Regions from separate parts of the Arachis hypogaea genome. Here region 1 is linked to region 2. Evidence: chromatin contacts called from public Hi-C data. All regions are on one chromosome and are shown on one strand. The core of a region is the stretch at or near the end of the contact, and the rest is flanking DNA. Distances in the headings are between cores, read along the strand shown.

Region 1 (4,468 bases), core at 335-2,834, 530 kb before region 2:
CTATACTTCGTATACACTAAAAGTAGTCATCAAAGTAGTTATAGAGTACAAGTTGCAATACAAAATACATATTAAAATAAATTAAACACTATATATATTTATTTTTTTTTGTGACTACACTATATATATTTATTTATATACAAATACATAGTGGGTGATTTTTTTTTATGTGCACATAGCATTTTTGTATTGCAATTCCTAATGGCTTTAGGTTCTCACATGTGTAGTTGGGATATTTTGTGTTTTTCCATTTCCATGGTTTCTTTTGTTATCTTTAAACAATATTGGGATATTTTTGAAAGAAAATTTATGTCAAATAATTTTTATAAGGTTATTATTATTCTTGAAGAACATAACTTTTAAATGTTATTTTTGTAATTTTTCTCTTATCTTTTACTCTTAAGAAAGTTTAACTTGAAAAAAACTTTTGATTTGACCAACTTATTATACAAATGATCCTATTTTATTCTTCTCTAATTATTTTGTTGAATTATAATTTGGCCTTGGATACCTTAAAAACTCAAGAGTTAACTCTAGTATTTGGACAATGAATCCTACTTCAGTCGTCGTCGACCACAAAAAAAGTCTGCAAGTAGAGTGCGGTTAAATGAAATAAATTAATAATCCACAAAAGATATGTAAGAATGCCAAATCTGTATAATGGAATACAAAATAAGTGAAAAGCACATGAAAGGGCAAATACTGAAATAAGTTAAAAAGTATGAAATTCTATTTAAGGCCCCCATACAAATGATAGCCCAAATCTACATGTTCCAATGAATCCGCTCCTATCATTTATAAAAGAGTCCTGCTAGAAAGACAATGGCTTATTTGTACAATGTGCATAATGGACTATAATACTATATGAGTTACAAAATGAACATCTTCGTACTATCTAGAATAATCATCCGAGTAATAGGGATAATAAACATCTTCTCAAAAGCTTAAACTAATTTTTGGGTTCACCAAAAATCGAACTCTTAACCTTTTGGATATAGAGCTCTAATACTATGTTATGATACCATTCATTCCAAAAGTTTCAACTGATGAAAAAAAGATAACACTAATGGTTATATCTCTAATACTCCATAAACCTCCATTGTACACATTGTACAAATATTTCATTAACTCCTCATACTTTCCCTTTATAAAAATGAATGCTATACTTAGATCTTTTTCAATCAACAAATTACCCTTGCCTTAAACTAGTGGCAAATTCTTTGATGCCTATAAGTTTGGTGTCGAATTTGTCGAAATTACTTTTTATGGTAAGTTTTAAATATTTAAAAATAATTTATTTTTATATTTGTTAAATTAAATATTAAATTTTATTTTTTTTAGTAAATTAGGCAACTTTCTATTAGCACGCTAGCAAACACCCAAACTAGTACCTACCAAACAAGTAATCTTGTTTTTCTTGGCAAGGACTATTTGGGTCTTATGATTTGGGCTTTTGGAGGACTATTTTGGACTTGAAGCATGACTATGGATCAATTTGAACATGATTGGCATCCAAGTGAGGCCTGGATCAGATAGCAAATTGACTGTCTCTTAAAAAGCTACACCAGGGTTCACTTTCTAACTAAGATTGGGTTGTGATTTAAGAACACCATACTGACCAAAAAAAAAAAAAAACGGAACACCACACTGTGTATGAGTTGTGTACTTGTGACAAAAAAATGCTTTGCTGAAGAATATTTAATTGGATAAATTGTCCACCAAACAATAGACTTGGATGAGTCGAGTGGTCAGCTCATTTGTCCGCTTAAACAAGTGTCAGAGGTTTGAATCCCGTCTTGTGCATACAATAACTCATTAGCTAATGGCAGGACCCTTAAATGGAGCTTAGATTCGCGACATATTAGTTCTTAGTCTGTCGAGTTGGAAAATACCGTAGACAATAAAAAAAAAAATTGTTCACCAAACCCTGTGCCTCAAAGTGCTTTGGTTTCATGTTTTATTTCAACAAACTTTGGATATTGTACTTTTGCATTGAGTTGAAGGATGATGGCTTGGGATCCATTTGGGAAGAGTATTTGGACTTAGACCTTGCGTAGAGCCAATTTTGGCTGTTGGCATAAAAATTATTACACCTAGATTGGGATCTTATGATGTGGTAATCCGAAAGTGAAGATGTTGGCCAATCCAAGCTTATTGTGGTTCTCTTGAGTAAATATTTCACATAACTTCCTTATATGAAGATTTTGGATCAAATTCTTCTAAAGAGAAAATATTGGCAGAGGAAAAAAGTGAAAGGCTAATCACCCTTGAATCAAGGTATCACATATGATAAAAATTACAAATTCAATGGTAATTGACCGCTTACTTTATCCCTTTGAAATTCTCCCTACTTTAAAGGATACTTTTCAAAAGATTTTTACTATTGATTAGATTGTCTTCTAGAATGCATAATACATAACCTTCCTGATCAAATGTGAAAATCTACGCGTCTAAATCATATAAAATTTTCACATTGAAGAGTTCATTTTCATTATTCTAACAATGCTAGTAAGCAATGCTAGGTTCAATAGAACTATAGAAAAGTGATACAACTAGTAATATATGAGAATTACATTTTGGGCCAAATTTGCTATATATATATATATGAAGCAAATAAAATTTTCTCATTTCTTTCTAGGTAATTATCACTATCCTTTTGCAGGAAGTAACAATGGAGATTGAAGAACTTGAGAAGCTAAAGGATGAACTTGAAGAGAAACTGAAAAAGGTTTTTCTATTTTGCCTGCTCGTAATTGTCTTGTTCCAATTACAATATATAAAATCTATTGTGTTTATATACGCAAATGTAATTTTGGGGAGTAACTGTTCTCCTATCTATAACTTGCAGGCATGATTTGTAAAATTTAACAGATTTAAGGCTAGGAATAGAATACCAACCAAATAAGAATAATAACCAATAACAGTGCATACTTGTTGGATCTTCCTTACCAAGAAATCATATTCATGAATCTCTGAACCCTCTTTTAGAAAAGGAAACATTCTTTCTTGTAGATGATAGTTTGAGGAGATTCCATTTTAGACTATTCCTCTTATCAGATAATTACACTGATGGAATAGTAGATTAGTAGCCACCAATTGCTTAAGTTTACACTGGTTTCTGCACTCCTGTTCAGCACACTCACTTTCACCCAAACTCAATCACAGTGTCACTTCCAAACCTATAGCGGTTCACTAAATAATTCGTGGTTTTTCAATCAGGTTTAATTGAACATAATTTCCACTTTCAATAGAAGCCCAGCATCACAAAATGCTAACATGATTTTACATATCGTCTTTCTGTTACATTTTGGTTGAATTACATAATCCTACTACTACAGGTCAACAGCTTGTTATTATCTGCTAGAATGCGCCTCCACAATGCAAGAGAAGAAAGAGATCAATTCAATGAAGCAAGCAATGAAATTGTTGTACATTTGAAGGCTAAGGTACAAAATTTTATTTCATGCTTAAGGTGACATCTACAGGAAAGTTAACTAATTTTAAAGGCTACTCAGAAGCCAATAATGTGTTATGAACCCTTTTGATATTTTTGATAATCTGTTATGAAGTTTTTTGATATTAGGAAGATGAGATGATTCGATCAATTGCTTCTTACACAAGGGAATCAAATGTTGTTGATACATGGATGCATTTTCTAGAGAATACATGGCTTCATCAAACCTCCCATACGAAGAAAGAGAAGGAGCAGATCAAGTATGTGCTCTAGTTTAGTAACATTGGCCAATAAAATATAATCAACTAACACTCTTGAAAGAATACACTTTTGATTATTCCAAGAGTTCCTATAGTTTCATTTAATTTCAAATTATGTCTCTAAAGTTGAAAAGTTTATAATCAAGTTTTTACATTATGAAAAAGTTTAATTAGGTCTTAGTTTACATACTTCTAAGTCTTCATACAATAAAAAAGGTTGCTCTAGTTTAAAATTTTGTCATCAAGTCCTACATTGTACAAAAATTTTCAAGAAGAAAAAGAAAAAAGAAAAACAGCAATTCATCATCCAATATAAACGCTTGATCACAAAGTTTTTTAAACTACAAGAATTTAGTTAAAAAGAGGTTGTAAAATATGGAGATTTGACTTGAAAATGTTTAGGTAGTAGGGGCCTAATCAAAAGTTTTTATGAAATATGCGACCTTAATTACAACATTTGTGTTAGACTACTTACATTACACACTTTAGATGCAACCTTTTTTCAATTTTTCTAAACCGTGTTGAATGTAGTATGCTTGCACTGAGCTGCCCTATAAAAAACTTAATTACAAACTTTCAATTTATTAGGACTTAACTTAAAACTAAATGTAATTATAAGGATTTCTAGAACCTATCAAATTTATATCTGTCATTAATAGTGCCTGATGTGTGCCTTACGTTTTAATTTTCATAGTATCTAATTTTTTTCTTTTTGCTTATACAAAGTGTTGAACTCCAGAGATATGGAGAAAAT
Region 2 (4,540 bases), core at 741-3,240:
TCTAGAGTTTTCGGAACATATATAATTTTATAAAAAGTATGCTTGCTATTTCGAAAGTGGAACAAAAAACATCGTGGTTAAAAGATAATTTCTTTATTATGTTAATTAATTTTACATTTATTATGTATTTAAGTTATAAAAAAAGGAATTAATAGTCACATTAGTAGTTATATATATATATATATATATATATATATATAACAAATAGATGAAAAATTATCCAATAATTAATATTTTTATATTATTTAATTCAACCGATTTTGATATTTTATAAATAAATTTTTATTACTGTCACATGTTATATATTTGTCCCACGATATAAAATTTTCAATTTATCCACCTTCACCATGAGACTTTAGAATAGTGACAGATCTAGAAAATTAACGATTGAAATAAAAATATATAAAATATATTAATAATTTATTGGTTTAAGTACTTGTTAGTTCTTATAATTTAATAATTTTTAGTTAGGTTCTTATATTTTAAGAATTTAGAATCAAATAATTATATTAAGTAAAAAAAAAAATTGTTTAATTGGATCCGTAGTAGGTATCTTTAAAAAATGTACATTAATCCTAAAATATTTTGCTTTTAAAAAATTTTATAATTCATTGTATATCAAATATAAAAACAAATATTTAAAAAAAAGTTAAAAAGATCCTAACTGAAAACTTTTTTTTATCTCATATAAGGATTTAACATAATAACAAATTTTTAAATTATAATGACTTAAATGAAAATTTGATAAAATCGTAAAGGCTAATAAAAAAATTAAACTTAATTTTTTTAATTATATTATGGTATTGTAAAATATGATTAATTTTAAAATACTGTAACTAACAAATTAAAATATTAAAATAATAATTTAAATAAGAATATATACTTTAGAATTCGATTATTGTAAGTTTCATATTTAAGAAAATAATAACTTTTAAAATATGAATACAACTAAATATCTCTCTTTTTATATATATATATATATATATATATATATATATATATATATAATATAATATAAAATAATCACGTAAAAAATTATTTTTCTTACGATTATGAAACCCACTGTTTATAATATTTATAACTGAAAAATTCTTTCAAGTTTCAACTAATGTAGTTGTTATGAGAAAATTCAAACTTACTATAAAAAAGAAAACACTCATAGATAAAATATTCTTTCAGGTGTTAATCAATTTTAAATAAAGAACATCAATTTTATTTTAAGTTCAAGAATTGATCACAAAAATTTATATCTAAAATGACATGCTCAAGTTAACTATCTAATGGTAAAAATGAAGTTAAAAAAATTCGAGTGCTCTCAAATTAATTATTTTAATGGGACAAATAATTATTATTGTCATATATTACTCAAAAAATTTTTACATGTGTAGTCAAAGTAATTGCCCGCACATTTTAATACACAAATCTATCCCTGCTTTAAAATTCTTCTTCCTATAATTGATATTTTTCGATATATTTATAGTAATGATAACACTTAATCCAAAATTTGTAGTCACGACAACAACAGTAATATTGTTAGTCATAATATTAATAGTAAAAAAAAGTTATATAATTATTAGCAACATTAATGTTAATAATGCAACTTAATTTTGATATGATATTTGACCTATAGAAATATAATGTTATTAGTGGAAAAAAGGTGATAAGATTTAAAAGGTGAGAAATGAGATCAAGTAGTTGTTTGCAGCTTAAAAACTTTATTAAAAAACTATTACGACAGTAAGACCAACATTAATTTTGGTCACCTTGTATTAGTTTTTGGGTCTTAAATTAGTACTACTTTTATATGCCTCTCTTTTTTTGCAATAGGCCCAAAATTAATTGCTCTCATCCAATAAAAACATAAAAGAACCCATATTACCAAACGCATAATGAAAATGATCTTAACTATTAATTATTGTTACACATTGCTAATCTCAGTAAGGTACTTCATAATGCACGTGACCGGTTAAGTACTATCACTGCAACACCCTGCAATGCCCTGCAATTTATGCAGAAAATGTCTCACTCCACCAACACTTGTCACATTTAAGTATTGCCAACACTAATCTATACATATAGATAAAATCTTCCTATCTACACGGAAGAGTTTGCCTTTTTTTTTTTCTGAGTTGTACTGTTCCATTGCACTTGCTGAACTTTATGTTGATATGTGCATGGTTCTCGGTTTTTGGCCTTGAATATAATTCCTACGTTTTTACCCTTCTATTTGGTGCTTTCATTAGCCGTGACAGTTGTTGAGAACATGAGAATGAAGGGGATAGAGGCTGACATCAAGAGATTTTTTCAGAGAGCTCGGATCTCTGAGGCAGCGGATGTGAAATTTGAGGCGATCCAGAGATCAATTACACAACTCCTCAATGAACATACTTGCAATCACTCCCCTTTTGCTGAGATGCTCCATGGATCGAACTCCGATGCCAATTACAACTACCGCAATGTACCACCGCATCGAAGGGTAAACTTTCACTCCATGGATCAAACTCCAGATGCATTGGGTTGGATATTTTAACTAGATCAATATTTTGTTTTTTTTTTTTTCCAAGTCCCTCTCATGAAGAACAAGTTGGTATAACGACCATTCACATGTCCTTAGTTTCAAACGTCCTAAAGAACTGCCAAATTTCGCGAATTGTACCAATATTGAACCCCCAGAAGTGTTGCGTGACTGCTTCATTAGTTGTGTGGAATAGGAGATACAAAGGGAAGTAAAAGCACAATGTCCACCTTCTCTCATGAAGGCAAATTTGCAAACCCTTCAAAATCAACCCATGGCCCAAACAACTACAGACCACAATTCACCAACCAAATTTCAACCACACCACAAAGACCACTTTTACGGAACAACCTACCACCTTTGTTACCAACACCAAATCAATGTCCTACATCTAACTCCAACCGAAATCCCATAAAAGAGTTGTCACCAGCAAAGATTCAAAGCAAAAGAAAGAAGGGCCTTTGCTTTTGGTGCGATGAGAAATTGTCAGCCAACCACAAATGTCCGAATCGACACTTTATGCTGTACTAATTTGAAGGTGATGTGGAGTGTGTTAGTGAAGAACAACCAGCGCCTGAGGAGATATGCAGCAATTGGATCAACAGGTAGTTAAGAATCATTTGTCATATAATGCTATGCATGGGACTTCAGGTCCAGCTATAATTCGCATTAAGGCATTGATAAATGGGTTGGAGATTCAAGTATTTATTGACGCGTGCAGCTCGGACAACTTTATCTTGCCAAGGATTGCCAAGTTTTTGAATCTGCCAATAGAACAAGCTCCGGGTTTCAAGGTCATAATGGGAAATTTCACAGTAATGAGCGTAGAAAGATGCATTCCTTCTATGGAAATCAGCATTATTCAGGACTATAAAGTCAACATGCCAGAGGTTTATGAGTTACACCTTGCGGGTGGGGACATGGTCATTAGTACAACTTGGCTCAAGCAACTTAGAGCGGACATAGTTGATTATGATGCCTCCTTCATCAGATTCTTGCATGATGGATAATTTGTAGCTGTGTATGGTGAAAATTCGCTGATTACCTCACAAGCACAATTTCATCACATTTGCAGAATGGTAAGCACTGATGCTATTACTGAACCATTCACCTTGCAAGTGTGCAACACTGATGAGAAATCTAGTTCCTCACTGCAGCTGCCAGAAAATTTGTAGCCAGAGTTAGCTCTCTTGTTACATACATATCCACCAGTCTTTGCACAGCCCTCGGGTCTACCTCCGCAACGTGCACATGATCACAGTTGATACAAGGATTGAATCCGGTTAATGTTCGATCTTATAGGTATTCGCAAAACCAAAAGGTGCAAATCAAAGTGATGGTGCAGCAAATGTTGGATGAAGGAATTATTCAACCAAGTAAAAGCCCTTTCTCATCTCCAATCCTGTTGGTCAAGAAGAAGGGTGGTACATGGAGATTTTGCACTGACTATCGTGCTCTCAGCAACATCACAATGAAGGATAGCTTTCCAATCCTAACAGTTGATGAGTTGTTAGACGAATTGTTTGGGCTAAGTTGTTAGAGTTAGTATTAAAACGGTTGCAGTAGGAAACACAATATGCAAAGCTCTCTAAATGTCTTTTTGAAACAAATAAAATTGATTATTTGGGCCACAGAATTTCGGAGCAGGGAGTGCACATGGAGAGAGATAATGTGCAGGCGATAGTTGATTGGTAGCAGCCTATGAACACACAACATTGGAGAGAATTTCTCAACTTAACCGGTTACTATAGATGGTTCATCAAGGGCTATGCTTCGACGAAAGCTCCTTTAACTGGTTACTATAGAAGGATTCATTTCAAGGGAATGAACAAGCTGCAGTTGTCTTTATGCAACTCGAAAAGGCAATAACCTCACAACCAGTGTTGGCATTACCAGACTTTGATTTGCCTTTTGAAGTTGAGACAGATGCCTCAAGCAGTGGGATTGGTGCAATTTTAACTCAAGGACAACATCTAGTCGCATATTTTTCCAAGAAGCTCTCACCAGCAATGCAGCAACAATCCG

The links. A called contact is a pair of places that touch in the nucleus more often than the background predicts.
Region 1: a Hi-C map of an unstated tissue shows a contact between it and region 2, with 4 times the contacts expected there. The contact joins two enhancer-like sites. A contact is called at or near these places in 3 of 8 Hi-C or Micro-C datasets (leaf and an unstated tissue).

What each region holds. Positions count from the first base shown.
Region 1 is chr2:31,965,462-31,969,929 of arahy.Tifrunner.gnm2.J5K5, reverse strand. It overlaps LOC112723505, which reads left to right. Exons shown (of 18, transcript XM_072208507.1): 11 at 2,663-2,728; 12 at 3,339-3,446; 13 at 3,584-3,714; 14 at 4,441-4,468. Among protein-coding and RNA genes, the nearest start is that of LOC112723505, 11 kb to the left of the region's middle. Within about 2 kb of position 1,584, at least 3 of the 3 cell types and tissues checked have open chromatin away from gene starts, as enhancers often do.
Region 2 is chr2:31,438,506-31,443,045 of arahy.Tifrunner.gnm2.J5K5, reverse strand. No RefSeq gene overlaps it. Among protein-coding and RNA genes, the nearest start is that of LOC112763478, 19 kb to the right of the region's middle. Within about 2 kb of position 1,990, at least 1 of the 3 cell types and tissues checked has open chromatin away from gene starts, as enhancers often do.